Regions from separate parts of the Sus scrofa genome. Here all the other regions are linked to region 1. The links are chromatin contacts, called in public Hi-C and HiChIP or PLAC-seq maps. All regions are on one chromosome and are shown on one strand. The core of a region is the stretch at or near the end of the contact, and the rest is flanking DNA. Distances in the headings are between cores, read along the strand shown. Region 1 holds the start of MDFIC (myoD family inhibitor domain-containing protein). Region 2 overlaps MDFIC (myoD family inhibitor domain-containing protein). Region 3 overlaps MDFIC (myoD family inhibitor domain-containing protein).

What was found. Hi-C and Micro-C count contacts between places; a contact is called where the count stands out from the background. HiChIP or PLAC-seq counts read pairs in DNA pulled down with a chosen protein or histone mark.
Region 2: a Hi-C map of subcutaneous adipose tissue shows a contact between it and region 1, with 1.5 times the contacts expected there. The contact joins the enhancer-like site here to the promoter of MDFIC in region 1. A contact is called at or near these places in 8 of 47 Hi-C or Micro-C datasets (embryonic fibroblasts, fibroblasts, heart right ventricle and 3 more) and 2 of 2 datasets of contacts at active chromatin or transcription factors (alveolar macrophages and skeletal muscle).
Region 3: a contact with region 1 is called in an H3K27ac HiChIP or PLAC-seq map of skeletal muscle. The contact joins the enhancer-like site here to the promoter of MDFIC in region 1. A contact is called at or near these places in 6 of 47 Hi-C or Micro-C datasets (embryonic fibroblasts, fibroblasts, liver and 2 more) and 2 of 2 datasets of contacts at active chromatin or transcription factors (alveolar macrophages and skeletal muscle).

The regions. Positions count from the first base shown.
Region 1 is chr18:31,124,338-31,127,037 of Sscrofa11.1, reverse strand. It overlaps MDFIC (myoD family inhibitor domain-containing protein), which reads left to right and starts at 1,374. Exons shown (of 4, transcript XM_021079120.1): 1 at 1,374-1,887; 2 at 2,221-2,352. The coding sequence starts at 2,268.
Region 2 is chr18:31,057,866-31,060,565 of Sscrofa11.1, reverse strand. The region is part of intron 3 of MDFIC (myoD family inhibitor domain-containing protein); the gene reads left to right. It overlaps LOC106506806 (a long non-coding RNA gene), which reads right to left. Exons shown (of 5, transcript XR_001302370.2): 5 at 1-2,069. Among named protein-coding and RNA genes, the nearest start is that of MDFIC, 66 kb to the left of the region's middle. Within about 2 kb of position 1,340, at least 14 of the 83 cell types and tissues checked have an H3K27ac peak or open chromatin away from gene starts, as enhancers often do. A contact at or near this core is called in alveolar macrophages, retroperitoneal adipose tissue and subcutaneous adipose tissue, where this site is marked.
Region 3 is chr18:31,037,066-31,039,765 of Sscrofa11.1, reverse strand. The region is part of intron 3 of MDFIC (myoD family inhibitor domain-containing protein); the gene reads left to right. The region is part of intron 3 of LOC106506806 (a long non-coding RNA gene); the gene reads right to left. Among named protein-coding and RNA genes, the nearest start is that of MDFIC, 87 kb to the left of the region's middle. Within about 2 kb of position 1,320, at least 32 of the 83 cell types and tissues checked have an H3K27ac peak or open chromatin away from gene starts, as enhancers often do. A contact at or near this core is called in alveolar macrophages, liver and skeletal muscle, where this site is marked.

The sequences.
Region 1 (2,700 bases), core at 125-2,624:
TGAAACACTTACTATGTGTGCAACATTAAGTACTGTGTGAAATTAAATTAACAAATATTTATCACTGATTATGACTTACTTAGAAGTGCTGTAGTTTCTTAAATATTCATGGAATTTAACATCTTAGTGTAGGTATATTAAAAAAATTAGGCAAGGAAATATATGAAAGGAATAAAATAGAATTTTCCAGAGCTGCTAAGTTCTATCCCATCCCTTCGATTACAGATTATCCTCCTGCAGTACACATGGATACTTCCTACATGTTTATTCTCTGATGGTAATGCAGAATTGACCTGCTTTCATCAAGGAGATTTCAAAAGTCCAGGCCCCTAGACAAATCTTCAGAGAGTTAAGACACTTTTACACACTTCATTCCTGAAATGTCTAAATTGAGGGGGAAAAAAAAGCACTTGTTAGTCATAGGTCAATGGGCAAAATGTCATTCTGTTTTTGGGGTGGAGTATGGTCTGAATAACTATCATTGGAAACTTCAAAACCTGTTTTTTTTTTTTTTTTAAGGTTTAATTGAGAATAAGTTTGGTTGCACTTGACTCTTTGAGAAGGCCTAATTCCTACCTTTAATCAGTTGGAATCAATTCCAGTTATTTAAGAAATAAAATTTCTGAGATATTATTCATACACCTAGAAGGAAAATGTATCCTATGCACATTTTCTTCAACTTTGATAACATGACTCTGATGACTCTCTTGTCCAAGAGATTCAGGGAATGAGTCTGAGTTTTCTACAAATGAATTTTGAGTTTCACTCACAATGAAATAGGGAGCAAAATTATCTGAAGGTATTATTAAAAAACGTTCTATCTGCAAATTGTATTTGTTATTCTGGCTCATCAGATTAAACTGCAATCAGAAAAAGTCTCCTTTATAAATGGAGACTTGGTCAGCTGTTCACTTCCTACAAGTTTATCTCCCCGCAGAAGGTATCAGTGGAGAAGGCATTAGGCTTGCCTTAGATTGGGCCTGAGGACTTGGGCCAGCACATCCTCAAGGGTGTCAACCTTGCCTGCCCAGATGCCTCTAGCCTCCACATGCAACTGCAGCAGGTTTTACCTGATCCAGGATCCTGTTTGACCAAGACAAACAGAGAACTGAAAAACAAAATAAAGGTTACTTTAGATGAAGAGATGAAGAGCCAGGGGTCAAGGTTTCAAAACCATCCTTTCTGTATTCCATTCTCAAAGTGCGATACTTTTTTCGTTTTGCATTGTCCACCCATAAGGTTTTTTTTTCTTTCCTTAGAGCATTCCCAAAATGTCAGTGGGTCTGGGGCAGGATTGGGCAAGGGAATTGGGAGAAAGGGGATGGGGTGACTCTGGGGGAGGGGCACTCTTGGGCAGCCTGGGAATAGCCAACAACCTCCTTTTTCCCAGCCGGGGGAGGTACTCCTCTGCCTGGAGCCCAGCGCCAGCCCCGTAGGTCTTCGGCTTCCTGACCGAGACAGAGACGCACGCTAGGGAGCTGGTGGCCCAGCCGGGTCGCGCCGCCCCCAGCCTCGGGGCCGAGAGCCAAGAGTTCGAGGCCTCCCTATCCGGATATGATGAAAAGGAGCAACAGAGGGAGAAGTGTTTCTGGCCTGTAGGAGTGGTGGAAGAGGGGAAAGAGAGGCAGAGGGGGGAAAAGTCCCCCTCGGAGGGGAACCGGCCTGGCTGAGCTGGCTGGAAAGAAGGGGCGGAGAGCACCAGTCACAGGAGCGGCCGCGCTGCGGTTGCCGCTGCTGCGGTGTCTGCTGAGCCGGAGGGAGGCGGGGGCCACTCAGGGGCAGCCGCCGCCGTCAGTCTGCCGAAACCTGTGGCCCCTGCCTGAGCCTCGCTAAAGGCGGAAGAGGAGGAAGAGGAAGGGGCTTTGAGCGAGTTGGGGGGATGCCGAGGTAGGTGGCGGTCGTCTGGGTGGTTGGAGGAGGGGTTTGCTCCCCTCCCCCTGGCTTCTCCCAAATCCGATCTCTCTTTCAGCCCCTCTCCCTTGGGTGCCTCCCTCTGACCCCCAGGTCTCGCTGATCAAAGTGGTGGGTAACAGTTTTCCTCCCGGGTTTCAAATCAAAACTTCCCCGGGGTGGGGTTTGGGGGAGGGAAGCAGAGGGGGAGGGAATGTCCCGCTGGGGTGGTGTGCTCTTCTCTCCAAACACTCTTTTTCTTATCCTGGCCAGAAGCAGTTGGTTCCCTCCACTCAACATCTCCCAGCCCTTCGTGCTTCTGCCCCACAGGGCGGCGAGCTAGGCGGAGGCGCGGCGAGGGCTCGGTGGAGCGGCCCATGTCCGGCGCGGGCGAAGCCCTCACTCCCGGGCCCCAGCGCGGGGCCGAGGAGGGCGGCGGCTGGCTGGGTGCCCCAGCCCAGGGTGAGTGCCGCTTGCAAGTTGCAAGTATTGTTGCATTTTAAAACTTGTTCACACGGTTACTGATTGTGGTCTCTGTGTAGGCAACTGGTGCGAGGACTGATCCGATCGTTTGGTTGTGAACTTTTGCATAGTTAGCATTACTTCCAGCGAGTTCTCTGGGATTGCAGCCCTAGATCAACAACCGGATAGGAGGGCGGGGATCCTCTGGTCCCTCCACTCCCCCTTCCTTTGGCTGCCGAGAAACTAGATGACAGGATCCCTTCTTTCTTAAGCATATGCATTTCAGGGCCTAAGACTCAACTGTGTGGGCTCTGAAGCACTTTCCCACTTCTCTTCAGTTCTCTGTCT
Region 2 (2,700 bases), core at 91-2,590, 66 kb after region 1:
CATCTTTAATCCTAGGGGCAGTGTAGCCTAGTGATTACAGCACAGACTCTAGGACCAGTCTTCTTGGGTTCAAATATTGGCTTTACCAGTGACCCATGATCTGTTCTTGGGTCAGTTACTTAACCTCTTTTTGACCTCAATGTCTTATCTATAAAGTAGCAATATAATTAGTCACCTATATCAGAGGATTGTTGTGAAGAGTTGAGTTGATGTTGCATTCAGCTGAGTCAGAACAGAGCCTGGCTAGGATGAAGTATTGGCTAAGTGTTAGCTGCTGTTATCATCATCATGAAGGAGCACTCAAGGAAGGAAGGGTCAGGAATGTCAGCTTTTTGGAGAAGGCAATGCCTGGATAGAGACCATAAGGATAAGACCAGGTAAGGGAGTTGAAGGAGGCATTCAAGGCTAAAGAGGGCTTATGAAATAGTGTGTTTTGTTCAGAGAACCATATAAATAGCTTTGTTATTTTGGAGACGTCAGATCAGGAGAGATAAGCCCGGAAAAGACCAGTCCATAGGCAGCCTGGAATGCCCCGTTCTGAAAGTGTATAGCCAGATACTTAAGACTTCTCTGAAGGACATCAGTCTGTATCCAGTTTATATTTCTTTGAAACATTATATTTTCTCTAAGGCAGAAATTCTATAGCTGCAATTATGTAAGCCACCAAAAATTAAGGGAAACATTGTATTCAGTTCCTTTTCTGATGTTAAGTTGTATAGGTTTTTAATGCACTGAATATAACCTGTGTTGTGATGTAAATGCTAAGATTTTGTTGATGACATTAGATTAGTGGTTGCATTAAAATATATAAATTTATATAAATGTATATCCTGCTATATGTTAAGAACCTGCATTCTTGATAGACTGTAACTGGTACTTTAGTAATGAACTATTTACTATAGGTAAAATGATGAATTGGTTTGAAACTCGTCAAGCCAGGGATGCTAACAGGTTTTTTAGGAAGGCTTTGAACTTAAATGGATGGACTTAAGCCCATCCTCCCTCTAGCCTCCCATTTTATTGGTTCCCTCTGCTTCCCGTTCTTTAAACTAGTCTCTTGGCTGCTTACCTTTAAGACCCTTCTCTGTCTCCTTTCCAGACTCTTCTTCCTCCCTTTTTCAATGTATTTCCACCTTGCATTCATAGCGTAGCAGTTTTTCACAACCCCCCATAAGGACAGGCATCATGTCATCGTAGGAGGAGTACAGCCTTGACTGTACTAGGAGGCAGTCTGGTGGGGCACACAGCCCTTAAAGGCGATGGAGCAGGACAGCTTGAAAAGCCCACTAGGTGACTCAGCTAGGTCACGCCCCCTCCTTCCTTGAGACTTGCTGGTAAAATGGTAAAAATATCTTTCCTTGACCTCACCACTTCCCCTTCTCTCCTCAACAGTGCAAACTGGGACTTAACTCCTTATACTTAAAACTGTGCCTTCACTGCTATGCATAAAGGTCCCTATACACATGGTTAATGACACAGCCAAATGCCTTTCCTGCTTCTCTCCTCTCATTCCAGAATGTTCTTCTCACTCGCTTTTGCCTTCTTGGCTTTGACATATATATTTTTTTTTCCAGAGCCCAACTCAAGCATCATTTCCTCATACCCTGATGGGCTAATAGCTCTTCTTTTGGTTCCTCCCAGTGTCCTCTCAATACAAAATGACTCTAGAGTTTTGTTTGCTTAACTGTCTTCCTGCAATAATCTGTAATATCCATTGAAGGCAGAGATTTTTGTTTTATTTATCTTTTAACTTTGAGCACATAGCCTAGTGCCTGGCTCATCATAAGTGTTTACTAAACATTGAAACAAGCAGGAACATAAATTGGAAACCATAGGTACTTATTCTTTAACATTCCGCAATATTATGGTGGAAACCTCAGGAATCACTGAAGGTAGTATAAGAGAGATAGTGTGGGGAGATTAAAGGGAGTGCAGTTATTTAAGTTAAAAGAAAGGCAAAAAGAAACTCAGCTGAGGCAGACTTCAAACTCAGAACTTCTGCCTTCCAAGTCCATCAAGATTTCTCCTTACTCCGTGTGGTTTTTCAGTCAACTACACATTCCCAGAGTCTAAAACCAGAAAAAAAAATTAGAAAGTTAAAGTTGGAATTGAATAATTCATTCTTAGTTTTAGTAGTATTGTAAAATCTTATTCATTTTTCCCCCCATAAAAACCTCTCTTAGAGAAGTACTAGTATTTTAGTGGAAGGATAATAATAGCACTTTATGATATGACTGTAGTATTATAATCCGAACTTCCAGAAACAAATTTTCTGTGACTTTGGCAAGATATAGTGCTGCATTCCTCAAAATACTTAATTTGCTTGGATGATGTTTTGTTTTGTTTTGTTCTGTTTTCTCAGGCAGAGTGCCTTCCATTCCATGTCAGAATAATTGTGTGGGAGAAAGGTTTAGAATTCTGTTTTCCAATGCAATATTTGCCAGTCCATTGGAAAATAGGATTTTAATAAATTTCATTGCTCAGCCAACAAGCTAAATGGAATAATCGTAATACAAAGAGAAGGGTGTGTGTATGTGTGTTTGGAGAGCAGGCATTATCAAAGTTGACTATGTCAAAGTATAAATCATTGCTTTTTATTTACTTGAAATACTGAACTAGCTGTTTGTAAAAATAAATTAAAACAATTATCTATCCAGAGTATTTATAGTAATAAGTGTTACTTTAGGGCCAAATGTAAAT
Region 3 (2,700 bases), core at 71-2,570, 87 kb after region 1:
AGAGATATTGCAACTGGCCAACTTAATAAAGTCAGCATTGAATAGATTCAAGTGTGGTTTCACTCTGTTTTTGCTTTCTAGCTTCCTGAGAGAATAAATGGATGATAGTTTAAATATGGAAAAAGATTATTATTTTTAAAGCTTCTGCTGTAGCCAAACACAAGACTGACTAAATCTTTCCGGGCAGATTTCTGCTCCACTCTTCTGCAGATTCTGTCTCTTAGAATTGCCTTCTTGGTTCTCTCTTTTTAAGTGTTTGAACTATGTACAGAGCCTTTTATAAACCTCCTTAGGTTAAAATAGAATGGCTCTATTTTGGTGTGGTAATCAGAGTGAATGAAACATCAAAAGGTAAAACATTATAGCCTCTCTATTATAAATCTTTTTCCATCATCTTTGTTGCTATCACAGTAATAATATTTAGTAAGTACTTACATGATAAATTCTCTATTGAATACTTCATATACATTGACTCTTTTAATCCTTACTATAACCCTATGAGGACAGAACTGTTATTATTAGCTACCAAATGTGTGATCTTAAAATGTCGTGGAGTTTCAGTAATCCAACATTAATAATACTTTCATCATTGATAATTTTTTAGCATCTCTTTCCCTACCTCTCTGTCTGCATACTAACTTTGCATTTATTGTGTATTAAATAAAATACCTCTACCATCTGAGTGTTTATTTCTGGGCAAATACCTGTGTAAAGCTCCTGGGAAATAAAAAGTGACCTGATATATATGTTATCTTCCTAGACTTTATTTATTTATAAAATGAGACTCGTTAAAAACGGCTGCTTGAATCAGTGCTACAGTGAAGTCATGACCAACAGTAATTGGATAAATCTTGAGAGTTTGCAGTAATGAGTCAACTTCAGGCAGCAAGATAAACAAATAAGAATCAAAGAATCTGTGCTATCCATTTAGTGTAATTTAAAATCCAAATGCACTTCCCATAGGAGGAGGACAGATTCCAGGATTTGGATACATGCTAGGAAAATTACTGAGGAGTCCCTTAGTGGGGTGTGGGAGAATGGAGCTGGTTTTTTTCTATGATTCTTTTGCATTTATTGAAAGATAATAGTAGATGTTATTGTTCAGTTTCCCTAAAGTGTGGTCGTCTTTGTGCTGCAGTGGAAAATGTAGCTGTTCTCTTGCTTTTACCTCCTGACCTATCTCACTTTCTTCCCTACTAGGAAAATGTTGACTGTGTTTTGGCGAAGCTGCATGGCCTCGCGGGGACAGCAGTGTGCCAGAGGGCTCTGTGTGGGAGGCGTACTTCAGGCCAATTTATGCAAGCAGCAGGTCATTCTAGGGCCGTAGGCCAGAATGCTGTGCGTCCTCTGGCTTGGAGACGTGCAGCTACTTGGAGCTGAGCTACCGTGCCGTCTTTGTAAATATTTCCTGCCCCATGATCACTTGAGGAGCAGAACTCCCTTGAGATGTCTGTGTCTTGTCCCTCACAGCTGGCTTTTCACAGAGGCCAGATACTGACCTAGCCATCCTGGCTAAGATTCAGGATGACCAAAACCAACTTTTAGCCTGTTTATTTTATATTGAGAAGCAGTTGCAGCAAAGCACTATCTGGGGAAGAGAATGCCTCTTTCTCTGCACGGTGAGCCCGCCCTGTGCCCCTGCAGGGCGGATGTGAGCCTTTGCAGCTGAAGACATGGGAGCACCTGTGGGTTCGCAGTGGCTTTGATGGTAAAGCTAGAGTCAGTTTTGATCTCAATGCAATTTCCTAAATTGCTAATTACACATAAGTGACTGCTCATGCTCTAATCTACGACTGCTCTTTTTCATACTGTTGGCCTGTTAAAAATGATAATGAACCCGATTCTTAGTATATAGTTTACATGATGGGGGACTGATTAAGATAGTATTTTCAAGCATTTTAAGTCACAGAAAATGTTATTAGAGATTAGTCAAGACAAGACACATACAAATCTGCCTTTGCTCAAAAATGGGTTGTGGGTTATTCTCAGAATTCTCTGTTCTTTACCCTTCCCTGTACTCCACTGTTTGGTGTCTTTGTTCCAAGAAATTCAAAGCACCTGTCATACCACATCTTAAGGAAACTAAAAGACAAAAAAAGAACACCTTATTTAGAATACAGCTGAATTTACTGTGCAAACAATTTTCTTAGGGTTCCCTTCACTGTAACAAACTACTTTCCTCATAATTGCATAGTATTTTGGGTCACATATGATTTGGTAAATAAATTTGGGATAATTTTATTATTAAACTAATGTATTCTTATAAAGATGAATCTTAAATCTCATTTTTATTTTTTTGTCTTTTTAGGGCCACATTCAAGGCATATGGAGGTTCCCAGGCTAGGGGTCAAATTGTAGCTGCACCTGCTGGCCTACACCAAAGCCACAGCAACACAGGATCGGAGCCACGTCTGTGATATACACCATAGCTCACGGCAACACCAGATCCTTAACCCACTGAGCAAGGCCAGGGATCGAACCCACACTCTCATGGACACTAGTCGGGTTCATTAACCACTGAGCCACAACAGGAGCTCCTTCAATCTCATTTTAAACAGAACAAAGGCTCTCAGATCAGTCACAGATATTTCCAACAGTCATGTAAGATGCTTTTAAAGTAGGTTTTAGTTGTTACCTTCACAGTATTGGGAAGCTAGATGTGTTCAAGATATGCCAGTTGCACGGGTTTAACATTGATGA